3 separate regions of the Sus scrofa genome follow, and all the other regions are linked to region 1. A link is a contact called in public Hi-C and HiChIP or PLAC-seq data. All regions are on one chromosome and are shown on one strand. Each heading gives the region's core, a stretch centred on a gene start, on an enhancer-like site or on the middle of the called end of the contact. The rest is flanking DNA. Distances are from core to core; before and after follow the strand shown.

Region 1 (4,321 bases), core at 151-2,650:
TCCCTTAGGAACCGACAGCGGGGCCGGGCTTTGCTCCCGCCCCTGGCGGAGGCCGGAGCTGGGTCACTCGGGGACGAGAAGCTCCCCGAGCGCACCCGCTCCCGGCCCACCCCCAGCCTCCGCCTCAGCTGCCGGGGGAGGAGCCGGGTCCCCGCGGAAACCCGGCCCCCGCCCTCCTCCGGCCGCAGCCCCCGGGGACCTAGCCGAGCCCTCTGCGCTTCCCGCCCACGCCGCCCGCGGGATTTCGGACCACCCTGACTCTCCCCGAAGATGCGGCGCCCCCTCCCCGAGGTTTCCTGCAGCTCCGGCCCCAGCCCGTTGCGCATCTCCACGAGTTCCCAGACGTGCAGCCCCAACAGGCCCCGGCTCCAGACGCGCGGCCCCACGGCCTGCGGCTCCCGCCTTAACACGCTGCCCCCGCGTCTCGCGGCCCGGCTCCCCCCGCCCACCTTCTCCGCCCTGCTGCTGGGTCCCGCTTCCCACCCTCACATCGCCGAGGCGGCTCTCTGCCCCCTCCGAGAGGTGCTCAGAGTGTGGCCACCTGCCTGCCCCGGGAATGGGAAGTCCCTCCAGACGTCGGGGGGGGGGCAACTCCGCGGCCCCCCTCAGGGGTCCCGGGGCCGCGTGCCATCCCCCACGCTCCTGCCAGTCGCCCCTCCCCCAGTGGTCGGCTATCTGCTGAGCAGCCCCCGTCCCGCAAGCCTCCGTTCAGACCGCCTAAATGGGGAGCCCCCTTTCCTCTCCTGCGGACACCTTGCCCCGCAAATCCTCGCAAGCACTACTCTCCCACCCTGGGTTGCATTCCTGATCTAGACAGAGGCAGCTCTCTACAGCACCAGGTGCAGGGTGGCCCCCTCACCCCCCTCCTCCTTCCACACCTCCTATCCTCGCTGAAAGGGTAGCAGCCCCCACCCCACTCTTGCCACCCCTCCAGTCATCCTCCCCCTCACCTGCTTCAGGTCTCCCGGCAGAGCTGACCCTTTCCCTCATTACACCTAGAGCAAGAACCCCCTCTCCCTTCGTCTCTAGACCCCAGCCTGCTTCTCCTGACCCTCTTCACTACGCACGCCGTCACTAAAGACCGGTCTGCACACAGAAAGCCCCTTCCTCTCCTACGACTCCACTGCAGCCCCCGTCCTCCGGCGTGGCTGATGTCACGGGGCTCAGGCTTCGCGCCCCCCGGGGGCCCCTCAGACGCAGCATAGGCCAGGAAGGACAGGGGCATCCCCAGGTGACTTACCGCAGCTTGCTGGAGAGAAGCGCCGAAGTTGAGCATGGTTGGCTGCCTGGCCGCCCGCGGCGAGCTGACTGGCTGCTAGGCTGGTTGGCTGCCTGGCCACAGACGGGCGCCCAGAGACACTCGACGCCACTCCCGCCGCCGCCGCGCTCCGCGCCGTCTGCCCCCTCCCCATTCAGGTAGCTGCTCCGCCTGCCCCGCGCCGCGGGAGGGGGTGGGGGCGGAGCCTGCTATCGGCCAATCAGCGACAAAGGTGTGTGAGGCGCCGGCCAATGGGCTAGCGGAGCCACGCGTGATCAGCGGCTGCCCGGCAGCGTGAAGCTTGTGTCAGTGGAGCGTGTACACAATCCCCGGCAGCGTGTTCCCTCGGCCCAGCCCGAGGGAACTCCCGCCGCCACCTGACTCAGTGACACCGCCCCCACCCCTCATCCACGCCCCCGCCTGTAGTTCCCCCTCCCTGGCCTGGGTGGGGGGCGGCGCTGAGAACGGGGGCCTAGCCCGGAGGCGCGGCAGCGGCGGCGCGCCCAGGGACTGCGGAGGGCCGGCCCCACGTGGGAGGTGGGGAAGGATGCCCGCTCCGCCCTGTCCCCGCCGCACGAGGCCCCATCTCGGCTCTCCGCGGGGTAGGCGGGACGCCGGGTAGCCAGGCGGGGGAGGCAGTGGCTGCAAGCCAAGGGTCCCGAGCCAAGAGATTTGCATTTGGAAGCGCCGTCCCCTTGCGCGTCTGGCGAGAAAACAGAGCCCGGTGACCGACTGAGCTGCATTTTTGGAGCATTTGCAGGGTTCTGACTCGCAGAGCCCTGGATAGCACCAAGGGAGGGTAGGAGAGGGAAGGGAATCCTGTCACTATGCGGACACCTGCTCCTGCGCCCCCCGCCCACGCCAGGGCCGGCGGCGCGGGCTCGCCCTCTCCATCTGCGCTGCCTGCGGCATTGCCCGCCCCCGTCCGCCCCGCCCATCCTTCCTCCTGGGCGGTGGAGAGAATGCTGTGGGGACGGCAGGAAGCCCCGAGAACTAGACCAAGGGGGTGATGGGGAGCCATAGACTAGAGTTCTTATCTTTCTCTGGCGCCGGCGCTCGTTTGCAGAATCGAGTTTTGAGCTCGCTCTAAAGTTTAAATTGCAGTCTACCAGCTGTTTCAAAGGTAGACCCTACCCCCACACACACCCCAGGCCAAGGCCTCCGGAAACGCTCTGCCAGGAAACTGCTGCTGGGGATGGGGTGGGGATGCGGTGGGGCGGGGTCTTCTAGGGTCGCCTGGCGCCAGGCAGGGCACGCCTGCGGGTGGGTTGCAGTGGAAATGCCCATCAAATCAAAGACACAATCCCCACCCCCACCCCACCCCAACCCCACCCCCGTCCCCGGCCGGCGAAAGCACCGGCCCCACCCCCCCCAACCCCCCCGCCCTGACCCACTGGCTGATCTGAGGCGGTCTGGGGTTTCCAGAATGCGAGACTACGGTTCTGCTTTGGCTATTTGCCCCCTTTTGGCCTTTTGGTGTCTGTTCATGGCAGCTGTTGTTGGAGAGGGCAATGATAACTCGGCTTAAAGCAAAGGAGATTTTCTCTTTCCGAGGTCTGAACACAGGTCACAAATCACTGCGCCTTCCTCCAGGTGTCTCGCCTCTGTGTGTAACTGAACGGCTAGTTTAAGTGTCCTCTTTCCCAATAATCACAAAATGAGTATAGAAAAGGGAATGAATTATTTTAAAAACAGCCACATCTATGAACATCTTTTAATGGTTCCTTCTGGAATATCTCTTCTTGTATATCTAAGGCCCAGGCTAGCCAACAACAGTAGTAGCAATCAACCAAGGCCAGAGCCGCCCACTGCGAGAGGGGAAGAGGACTGAATGGCCTCCTGTCACAGCCTCGCCTGAATCTGCTGGACGAGCGCCAGCTCAGCAGCCCAGGCAGCTCTTCCTGTCTCCCCTCTATCCCATGCCCCAGCTTCTGTCTGCAGGGGTGTTCCTCCCTGCTGGCTTCCTTCCGCCTGGGCTGTCCCATCCTGTTGATCTGAACCTAAGGGTACTGGAGCAGCTGGCCCTGGGCACCTGCTGCAGCAGAGGAAGCTCCTGCCTGTGCCCAGCCGGCAGCCCAGCCTTCCTTCCTGTCAGGGAGCCACCCCCCTCCGGTGGCCACAGCCAGGCCTCCAGGTCTGAACTTGGTCCCTTCCTCAGGAATGTGGGGCCTGCTGGCATAGTGCCCCAGCGTGCTGAGAAGCAGGGAGCATTTATGGCTTGTGGGAGTGATTCAAAACAGGAAAGAAAAGAAGGGGTAGGAGAAACAGTGTGGCGGTGGCACAATTCCTAGAGATTCAGAGAAAGATGTTCCTCACGCACCTCAGACTCAAAGTAACCAAAACTAAAATCCTTGTTTTTACTTCTTCCCATATGCGGCTCTCATCTCCAGCCTTCACCTCTCCCCCAAAGCCCTGAATCCAGTAGGTCCCCAGATGCCAGCAGTCTTGCCTCAGGAATACCTCTCTTCCCTTACTTTCCATTTGTCACTCAAATGTCACTCTAGGCCAGTCTGGCATCAACTCTTTAAACAATCTGTGCTCTCCTCACCCAAGCCCCAGTCCCAGCCCCACTGGCACCCCCAGTGCCAAACTCTCTACACTAAAACCAGAGTGGGCTTTTTGAAAGTCCTGATGCAATCATGACACTCCCTACTTAAAAATTATCCTTTGCTCCTGCTGCCTAGGGAAGAAAAGCCCATTCCATTCTGCCCCCAACCCTCCCCACCCTCCCAATGGTCATCTTCCACCCAGACACACCCTTGCCCATGGCCACATCCTTATTCAGTAAATACTGTGATGTTCCTTTATCTGCTCCATTCAACAATATTTGTTGAGTACATGTGTTGTGGGTACTGGGACAATAGCAATGAATAAGACAGGCCAGGTCCCTGCTCTCAAAAGGCTTGGATGGGAAGACAAAGATAAGGAGACTATATATATATATACATATATATATATATATATATAATCACTTATGACACTAAGTTAATTACAATGCATAGACTTGCAGTAGAGTGATAGGATTGTGCCTGTGATTGTGGGCAGCTAGTTTGCTTTGGGAGA
Region 2 (4,311 bases), core at 733-3,232, 130 kb after region 1:
ATTAAAAAGGTCATACTTTCCATGTGGCTGTTGGAAGGGGAATCGCACAGGACCAGCCTGAGGCTTACACGATAGGAACCAAATAAAGCACCCAGCACATTCAGCCTGTAAGATTCAGGTTCCCTCTCTGTCAAATAGTGGTATTATTCCCCTGGCCAAATGGTTTGGGTATCAAATCTCCCAGAGCTGTAAAGATTAAGTGAGCTAATCCAAGTAAAGCACTTAGTACTGAGCCCAGCCTGCGGTAAGAGCTGCGTAAATCAGCTCTCATTCTTTGTGTGTGTGTGTGTTTGCCATTTCTTAGGCCGCTCCCGCGGCATATGGATGTTCCCAGGCTAGGGGTCCAGTCGGAGCTGTAGCCCCCGCCTATGCCAGAGTCACAGCCACTTGGGATCTGAGCCGTGTCTGTGACCTATACCACAGCTCACAGCAATGCCGGATCCTTTACCTACTGAGCAAGGCCAGGGATTGAACCCGCAACCTCATAGTTCCTAGTCGGATTCGTTAACCACTGAGCCACTATGGGCACTCCAGTTAGCTCTCATTCTTATCACCTGTAATCTTGACTAAGTGTGGCATTCTTTTTCAGGTATTAAGACTATTATACAGCTTTACGGCAGTTACATTTTATGTTTATTATGGTTCTTAACTACTAAAAATAGTTGCTGAGAGTAAGCTAGGCAGAAGAAGTTGCTTAAATAGACCCTTCAGGGATAGAAATATACATAGAAACATAGCTTATTAATTTGTTGCCTATTACTTGCCGTTGGGGAAAGCAACCAAAGGTCCTTCTTTGACTACAACTTGTAAATGAGTTTTGGGGGTTGGGGATTGTGAGTGGAATGGGTCCCTTTGATGATCATCCCCATAAAGATGAACCCCAGGTTTATCTGTTCCTCCGTGTCGCTCTCTTTGCCAAAAAATACATCTGCTCCTTCCATATACCTCACCACGAGCGAGCTGACTGGGGACACAGATGCAGAAGGAACACTCTGTAGTTCTTGAACCTGTTAATATTGAATTCGATTTTTTTTTTTTTTTTTGTCTCTTTAGGGCCGCATATGTGGCATATGGAGGTTCCCAGGCTAGGGGTCAAATAGGAGCTATAGCCACTGGCCTATGCCACAGCCACAGCCATGTGGGATCTGAGCCACGTCTGTGACCTACACCACAGCTCATGGCAACGCCGGATCCTTAACCCACTGAGCGAGGCCAGGGATTGAAACTGCGCCCTTGTGGATACTAGTCAGATTCATTTCCGCTGAGCCACGATGGAAACACCAGATTAGAATACTATTCCCACAGAGCATCCCAAATCACCAGGTAAACCCTGAGAACTATCATGGTGGTTTCCAAATAAACAATTTACAGAAGCCAGCTGGTTCACAGCTGTTGAAGAGGAACCTGTTGATTTACAAAACATTCTTGCCAGAGAACTGCTAGGTTGTTTTTTTTTTTAATATAATAGTTGATTTACAATGTTCTGCCAATTTCTGCTGTAAAGCAAAGTGACCCAGTCTTATATATATATATATACTTTTTCTATTATTCTCCATCATGTGCTATCACAAATGACTGGATATAGTTCCCTGTGCTATACGACAGGTCCTCATTGCCCATCCATTCTAAATGCAATAGTCTGCATTTACTAACCCCAAACTCCCCGTCCATCCCACTCTCTCCTCCTCCCCCTTGGCAACTACCCATCTGCTCTCCATGTCTATGAGTCTAACTACTCGTTTTAACTGCAGTTGTGACAATTAAGCAAGAGACCAACAAACATATTGCTTAATACCCATCTGTCCATAGGCCTGCAACTGGCCTCTTCCTAGAACTTGACATCTTTATTTGGGCCGCCTCCCCAAAGGTTTCCCATCCAGAGAAAGTTCACCAGGAAGCCACAGCCACCAGGGCTTGCAGCAGCACTGCCCACTAGGGTAAAAGCCACGGGCACGGGTGTCTGACCACATGGGGCTGTGGAGCCAGAGCCAGGCTGGGGAGGGGGTGTGCTCTCCCTGCAGGGCCTTCTCTGCCCCTCCCTGTTCCTGGCACCTGTAAGTATGTGCTGTGCCCGGCTGTTTTCCCTGGGAAACTGGGACAGGGCCATGGGCGTTCCAAGGCCGGCACCAACAGGGAACATGATCCTGCCCGGCCAGGCCTCCTCCGCGTGGAACGCTCCTTTCCTCACAACACCCATCTGGTGGTTCTCAAACGCCAGGGGCATCCAACTGCCTGGGGGAGGAGGGGGATAGAGAGAAGGCTTGATTCCCAAGTCTGCCCCCAGAGACGCCGCCCCTGAGAGGGAGGCTCTGCCTCATGAGAAACGCCCCCAGACAATGGTTTAAAAATGTCCGTGCCATCATGTAAAAATGGGAAGATTTCACATAAAAATCTTATTTCGATCCAGAGTGTGGCCAGGCCCAGGTCGAGTTACCACTTGGCAGTAAGAAAGCCGTGCTAAGCAGCGTCTGCCCTTGGAGGGAGAGCTAATGCCCCACTGTTCATCAGGTGCCCACGCCCCAATACACACACATATGCATGAGCACTCACCCCTCTGGCTCTCTCCTCTGGCATTGGGTGCCCGTAAGCCTTTGAGTTTGCCACCTATGCTCCACCCACCAGGGCGAGGAAAGATAGATGAGGCCCAAAGAGCATGCTTCTCTGCTTTCCCGGCTGCAGCCAAGTAGTATTAATGTCCTTGCTAATTAAGGCAATTAAGGCTCCTAACTCCTTTCTCCTGTGTCATCCACCACTAAGTCAAAAATACCTATTGAGGTGTTCCCATCGTGGTTCAGTGGTAACGAAACCGACCAGTTAGTATCCATGAGCCCGAGGGTTCAATCCCTGGCATCTTTCAGTGGGTTAAGGATCTGGTGTTGCCACGAGCTGTCGCAGACAAGGTTCGGATCTGGCGTTGCTGTGGCTGTGGTGTAGGTCGGCAGCTACAGCTCCGATTCGACCCCTAGCCTGGGAACCTCCATATGCCACAGGTGTGGCCCAAAAAAGAAAGAAAAAAAAAGTATTGAGCAAATCAAAAACACCATGAGATACCATTTCACACCCACTAAGATGGCTATAATCCAAAAAGCACAGAATAACAAGTGTTGGCGAGGATGTGGAGAAATCGGAAACAGGAGTTCCTTCGTGGCTCAGCGGTTAATGAACTCAACTAGGATCCAAGAGGATTCGGGTTCAATCCCTGGCCTCACTCAGTGGGTTGGAGATCCAGTGTTGCCGTTAGCTGTGGTGTAGGTCACAGACAGGACTTGGATCCCCTGTTGCTGTGGCTCTAATGTAGGCTGGAAGCTGCAGCTCCGATTCTATCCCTAGTCTGGGAACTTCCATATGCCGCAGGTGCAGCCTTAAAAAAAAAAAAAAAAAAAAAAAATCAAAGAAATCAGAACCCTCCTACATTGGTGGTGAGAATGTAAAATGCAGCAGCCACTGTAGAAAACGGCCTAGCAGACCCTCAAAAGGAGAGTAAGAGAGTTACCATATGATCCAGCAATTCCACTCCCAGATATATAGCCAAGAGAATTGAATACAGGTGTTCAAACACTGGTACACAAATGTTCATCATAGCATTATAGCCAAAAGGTGGAAACAAACAGGAGTTCCTGTCGTGGCTCAGCGGAAACGAACCTGACTGGTATCCATGAGGACGCAGGTTCAATCCCTGGCCTTGCTCAGTGGGTTAAGGATCTGGCATTGCCATGAACTGTGGTGTAGATCACAGATGCAGCTCAGATCCTGCATTGCAGTGGCTCTGGTGTAGGCCAGCAGCTACAGCTCCAATTTGACCCCTAACCTGGGAACCTCCATATGCCGCAGGTGCAGTCTTAAAAAGACAAGACAAAAAAAAAAAAAAAAAAAAAAAACCAAGGTGGAAACAAATGTGGATCAACTGATGAATGGATAAACAGAATGTGATCTATCCATACAGTAGAGAATCATTCAGTCATAACAAGGGGGAACTACTGCCACGTGCTATGACGTGGAGGAATATTATAAGCGAAAAGCCAGACACGAAAGGCAATCCATTTTATGATTTCAATTATATAGAATATCCAGAATAGGCAAATCCACTGAGACAGGAAATAAATCAGTGGTTGCCAAGGGCTGGAAGAGAGAAGGTAATGAAGAATGTCTACGTAATGGATGGGGGTTCTTTGGGGAGTGATGAAAATGTTCTGGAACTAGAAGGGTGATGGATCTATAGCACTGAATATTCTAATCGGATACAACTGAATTGCACACTTCTGAATGGTTAAGGTGGTAAATTTTATCTTACATGTGTTTTAAATACAATTT
Region 3 (4,445 bases), core at 448-2,947, 160 kb after region 1:
GGTGGAGGAGGGCCCAGCTAAGGACAGACTGGGGACCTGGGCAGCAGATCCTCTGCTTCCTTACAGGCAAAAAGGCAGTGATGATTCCTGCCCGGGTTCTTGTGAGGGCCTTGAGATAAATCCCCCCAGCACAGGGGTAGTTTTCCATAGCATTTTCTTCTTCCTGATTTGCTAGTAATTCCTTTCACAAATTTAGGGGAAATCTCCAGGTCTGGACCTCAGTTCTCTCAGCATTTGTCCTCCCCCATTTCCCTGGGGAGGACCCTGATACCATATCTGAGGCCAGGGGTGAGGAAAGGCAGGCTGAGGAGCTTGGCAGTTGCCTCTCTGCTTGGAAGATGACATCAATGAACAAGGGGCTGACCAGTGGTTCTCTCCCGGGACTGAGCCGCAGAAATACAGCCTGAAGCCTGGGGAGGATCTAGAGCTATAAGGAGAATTTCCTGACAAATGACAACACAATGCTGCCTCACTGACTCATGAGGGTCTGCGAAAGTCGGAGATTCGCCCTGGGTACCTGACCCTATCACCACAAAGCAGTGCTGTGTTCCCATTTGACTGCTAAGAAAACTGAGGCTGAGCGATATTCAATACTTGGTAAAGTAGCCACAGTAGCAAGTAGCAGAGAAGGGCTTGGAATCTGCATCTTAAATGTAGTAGGATGACCCCTCCCCACCTTTTGACTCTAAAGGACCAGGGTATTTCATCTTAAGCTTTGTTTACAATCAGAGCTCCAGAAAAGCCACACTTAATCCTAGGGTTGGGGCATTTAACCCAAAGAGTAAGACGGCCCCTGAAATGCTTGTGCACTCTCCTCCCTTTTAATCCCCATTACAGAAGAGGAAACTCTATGAAGGGTAATCAGTGTTTGGTGGTCTTTCCTGGCCAAAGTGAGGGCAAGAGATTGTTAAACAGCTTAGGAAATGCAGTAGAGATACCAAGATGGCCCTTTTTTTGGATTTGGGAATGGGATAATTCTGCTCTCCTTTGGAATTCTCCCCGGCACATCTCCTTGGAGCATCACAAGCTTCCTGGTGTGAAAACCTACGGGCCTACTGGGAGGTAGGTATTCTCTTTCCCATTTTACAGATTAGAAAACTGAGCTTGGACAGAGGCCAGGACTCAATTGCGGCTGCATCTTACTGCATAAATTTCTCCGTCCCGGGAGGCCTGAGCACCTTCAGCGGACAGGAATGGTAACGTGGCCACCCTTCTAAACCAGACTCTGCCCGGGCGCGGCGGGGCAGAGGAGCGGAGGAAGGAGAGCCGGCGCGCGCACACACGAGGCCCAGGGCTGGGGCCCCGTGGCGGGGAGGAGCCCACTTCCCTTCCCCTCCCCTGGGAACTCAGCGCGGGGGGAGGGGGCGGCGGCTGCCCTCCCCATCCGCCCGGCCGCCAGGTGCCCAGAAACTCGGCCTCCCCCTCCCGCCCCCGCGCCTGTTCCCGGCGCAGCCCGTGTCTCGGCGGTCACGTCTCCCCATCCGGCTCCAAAGTACGAGTCAGCCGCTGCCCGGCCGACCCTGCGGCAGGGCGGGGGCAGAGGGAGGGCGGCGCCGGGGGCGGGCGGGGGCAGAGGGAGGGCGGCGCCGGGGGCGGGCGGGGGGCAGGCGGCCCGGGCGGGCGAGGCCGGGCGCCGGGCTCCCTCCTCCCTCCTGCACCACGCGGGTAGGTCTGCGAGGAGCCAGGGCTCCGCCCTTCGGGCCCGAGTCGGCCCGGGCCCAAGGGGCGAGGCGCGGGCGAGGTCGCGGCACGGCGGCCACCGCCCCTGCTGGGCGGGAGGCGGGCGGAAGGCGGGGCGAGGGGGAGGCCCGGCAGGGGAAACCGGGAGGCCGCGCCTCCGGAGCCGCGCGCCGGCCGGTGTTGCTGGGGAGAAAAGCGCAGCGGCGGCTCCGCCCTGAGCCCCGCGACCGCAGCGCCCTCTGCTGGTGGGGTTTCGGAACTGCACAGAGACTCCATCCGCACCTGCCAGGAGGAGAGCTGGTAGAAATTACTGTTCAGTTAACGATGCCATTCTTAGAAAAAAAAAGAAACAAATTCAAAAATAAGTCCTGAGCATTGCAGGAAAATTTGGAAATGCAGAGAGAAAAAAGAAAAAAATTACTCTTAATGCCTGTATCTAGAAATAAACACTTCTGGAATTTTAGTGACTGCCCTTCCAGGGCTTCATATCTTTAAATTTGTGTGTGTGTGCACGCGCGCATCCTTTACAGCATATTTATTTATTTAATTTGCTTTTTAGGGCCCAACCTGCAGCATATGGAGGTTCCCAGGCTAGGGGTCCAATCGGAGCTACAGCTGCTGGCCTACACCACAGCCACAGCAACGCCAAGATCCAAGCCACATCTGTGAGCTACACCACAGCTCACAGAAACGGCAGATCCTTAATCCACTGAGTGAGGCCAGGGATCAAACCTGCATCCTCATGGATACTATTCAGATTGTTTCCACTACCACAGGGGAACTCCTGGAATTTTTAAAATGTAGCATTGTCAGCTCTGAGAACTCACAGGCCTTGTTTTGTTCACTGCTCCACCCTCAGTGTCTAGAACACGGTTTAGCAGTGTTCTGGGTGCTCAAAAATCAAACGTTGGCTCTACCAACATGGGATCATGCTTTTCACACTTTCATGATCATCATTTTTAGCATGCTTAAATTCTTTTGTATGTTCCCCTGAGTAGTAAAAGACTGATACTAGAATGGTCCACTAACCACCTTCTAGAATCTGAAGGAATGTGTCTGGAATTCAGAATTATTCACAGTCTATGTATATGGTAACACCACCACCATCACTACCAGCTGCAGGCTCTGGAACAACAAACACTCTGTAATCAAACACACTACATTTCTCCAGCAAAATGTAGGACTATTCACATCAAGTAAGATAAACACTGTCAACAGCTTCACGTCCCTTCAGTCAGGTTTTGAGGTTAAATGAGTGAGTTTTCCCCAAACTAAACCAAAAAACTTTTGAGTTCCCAGACCATTCTGAATTTTGAGTTTGAAGAGATGTACTGGGAGTTCTCAACGTGACTCTGCAGAAACAAATCTGACTAGTATTCATGAGGATGCCGATTTGATCCCTGGCCTTGCCCAGTGGGTTAAGGATCCGGCATTGCCATGAGCTATGGTGTAGGTTGCAGACACGGCTCGGATCCCGCATTACTGTGGCTGTGGTGTAGGCTGGCAGCTGCAGCTCCTATTTGACCCCTAGCCTTGGAACCTCCATATGCCATGGGTGTGGCCCTAAAAAGACCAAACCAAAAACAACAAAAAAAGAGAGAGATGCACTAACCTCTGGGCACATCAAGGGTCTGATGATGTCTCTGCTGTGAGCTCGTGTTTTCCCATTTACCTCTGTCTCTTACACACTCTGGGTGCTTGGTAGCCCCAGGTAATTGAGGTGCCAGTTGATGAGATGTGATTGAATGTGGGGTGTGGTGAGAAAGGGAAGGATATGATTGGGTTAGATTTTTGGATGTGGCCACACCTTCCCTACACCAAGCCACCACCTTCAAACCAATGGACTTCAGCACTTGTGCGGTTGCCTTTGTTTCTTCCAAGGCTATGCTTGTTCTAGTGGACCCCACTGAGAGCAGCCAAATTCCCCCCAAACAAACACCGCCATCCACGGGCCTATGCGGCCAAAAAGATGCTACGGTATCTTGTCCAGAAGGGCCTGGGAATCAAGACATTCAACTTAAGAGTCGTTGGTTGAGCCGTGATCACATGTTCTGCAGCCTCTGAGCTGGGCCTCTCTCTGAGCTCCAGACTGGATATCCAGCCTCCTGCTGACATCTCCACTCAATCCCCAAATTTACTTCAAATGCCATGTGTCCAAGACCCTACCCATGACCCACTCAAAGCCTGGTCCTCTTTTGTGACCCAGGTCCTGACCAAGCCCATCAGCCATCTAGTGAAACAAGCTAGAAGCTCAGGCATCTTCCCTCTCTTCCTCCTTCATCCTTACCCACCTCAACACGTCTTGCCCATTTACCTCTGAAGCAGCCCTCCACGGCACCACCATCCAGTCCCAATGCCAGAGCCTAAGCAGGCTGCCAATCCAATTCTTGCTCTACTCAGGTCCTTTCTGCACAATGAGGCCAGGCTCCTTTGAAACATAGACTCAGTTACTTCACTCATGGCCCAGGACCACCAGGAGCAGCTGCCAAGGTTTATCACTTCTCCTAGGATTTCAGCAAGATCATTTGACAGCTCTGAAATGCACCCCACCCCCATCTTTCTTAGGATAGAAATAAAAATCTATGAAAAGGCCTGCAGAGCCCTCTCTGCTGGAGCGGGCTTTGTCCTGACAAGGCTCGTGCCAGGAGTCTCTGCCCTGCACTTGCTGTACCCCTTGCCCAGAACATTCTCCCTCCATCTCTTCACCTACTTCACTCCCACTCTTCACTCCCATTATTTCCCCAAGAAGTCTTCCTGACCAAGGA

Evidence for each region. Hi-C and Micro-C count contacts between places; a contact is called where the count stands out from the background. HiChIP or PLAC-seq counts read pairs in DNA pulled down with a chosen protein or histone mark.
Region 2: an H3K27ac HiChIP or PLAC-seq map of skeletal muscle shows a contact between it and region 1. The contact joins the enhancer-like site here to the promoter of KLF10 in region 1. A contact is called at or near these places in 1 of 5 promoter capture datasets (liver), 7 of 47 Hi-C or Micro-C datasets (embryonic fibroblasts, liver and skeletal muscle) and 2 of 2 datasets of contacts at active chromatin or transcription factors (alveolar macrophages and skeletal muscle).
Region 3: a contact with region 1 is called in a Hi-C map of alveolar macrophages, with 7 times the contacts expected there. The contact joins the enhancer-like site here to the promoter of KLF10 in region 1. A contact is called at or near these places in 5 of 5 promoter capture datasets (fetal liver, fetal skeletal muscle, liver and 1 more), 39 of 47 Hi-C or Micro-C datasets (adipocytes, adipose tissue, alveolar macrophages and 19 more) and 2 of 2 datasets of contacts at active chromatin or transcription factors (alveolar macrophages and skeletal muscle).

The regions. Positions count from the first base shown.
Region 1 is chr4:34,427,211-34,431,531 of Sscrofa11.1, reverse strand. KLF10 (Kruppel like factor 10) reads right to left here and starts at 1,400. Exons shown (of 4, transcript NM_001134344.2): 1 at 1,241-1,400. The coding sequence starts at 1,276.
Region 2 is chr4:34,294,077-34,298,387 of Sscrofa11.1, reverse strand. No RefSeq gene overlaps it. Among named protein-coding and RNA genes, the nearest start is that of AZIN1, 69 kb to the right of the region's middle. Within about 2 kb of position 1,982, at least 11 of the 83 cell types and tissues checked have an H3K27ac peak or open chromatin away from gene starts, as enhancers often do. A contact at or near this core is called in alveolar macrophages, liver and skeletal muscle, where this site is marked.
Region 3 is chr4:34,262,528-34,266,972 of Sscrofa11.1, reverse strand. No RefSeq gene overlaps it. Among named protein-coding and RNA genes, the nearest start is that of AZIN1, 38 kb to the right of the region's middle. Within about 2 kb of position 1,697, at least 62 of the 83 cell types and tissues checked have an H3K27ac peak or open chromatin away from gene starts, as enhancers often do. A contact at or near this core is called in adipose tissue, alveolar macrophages, embryonic fibroblasts and 9 more, where this site is marked.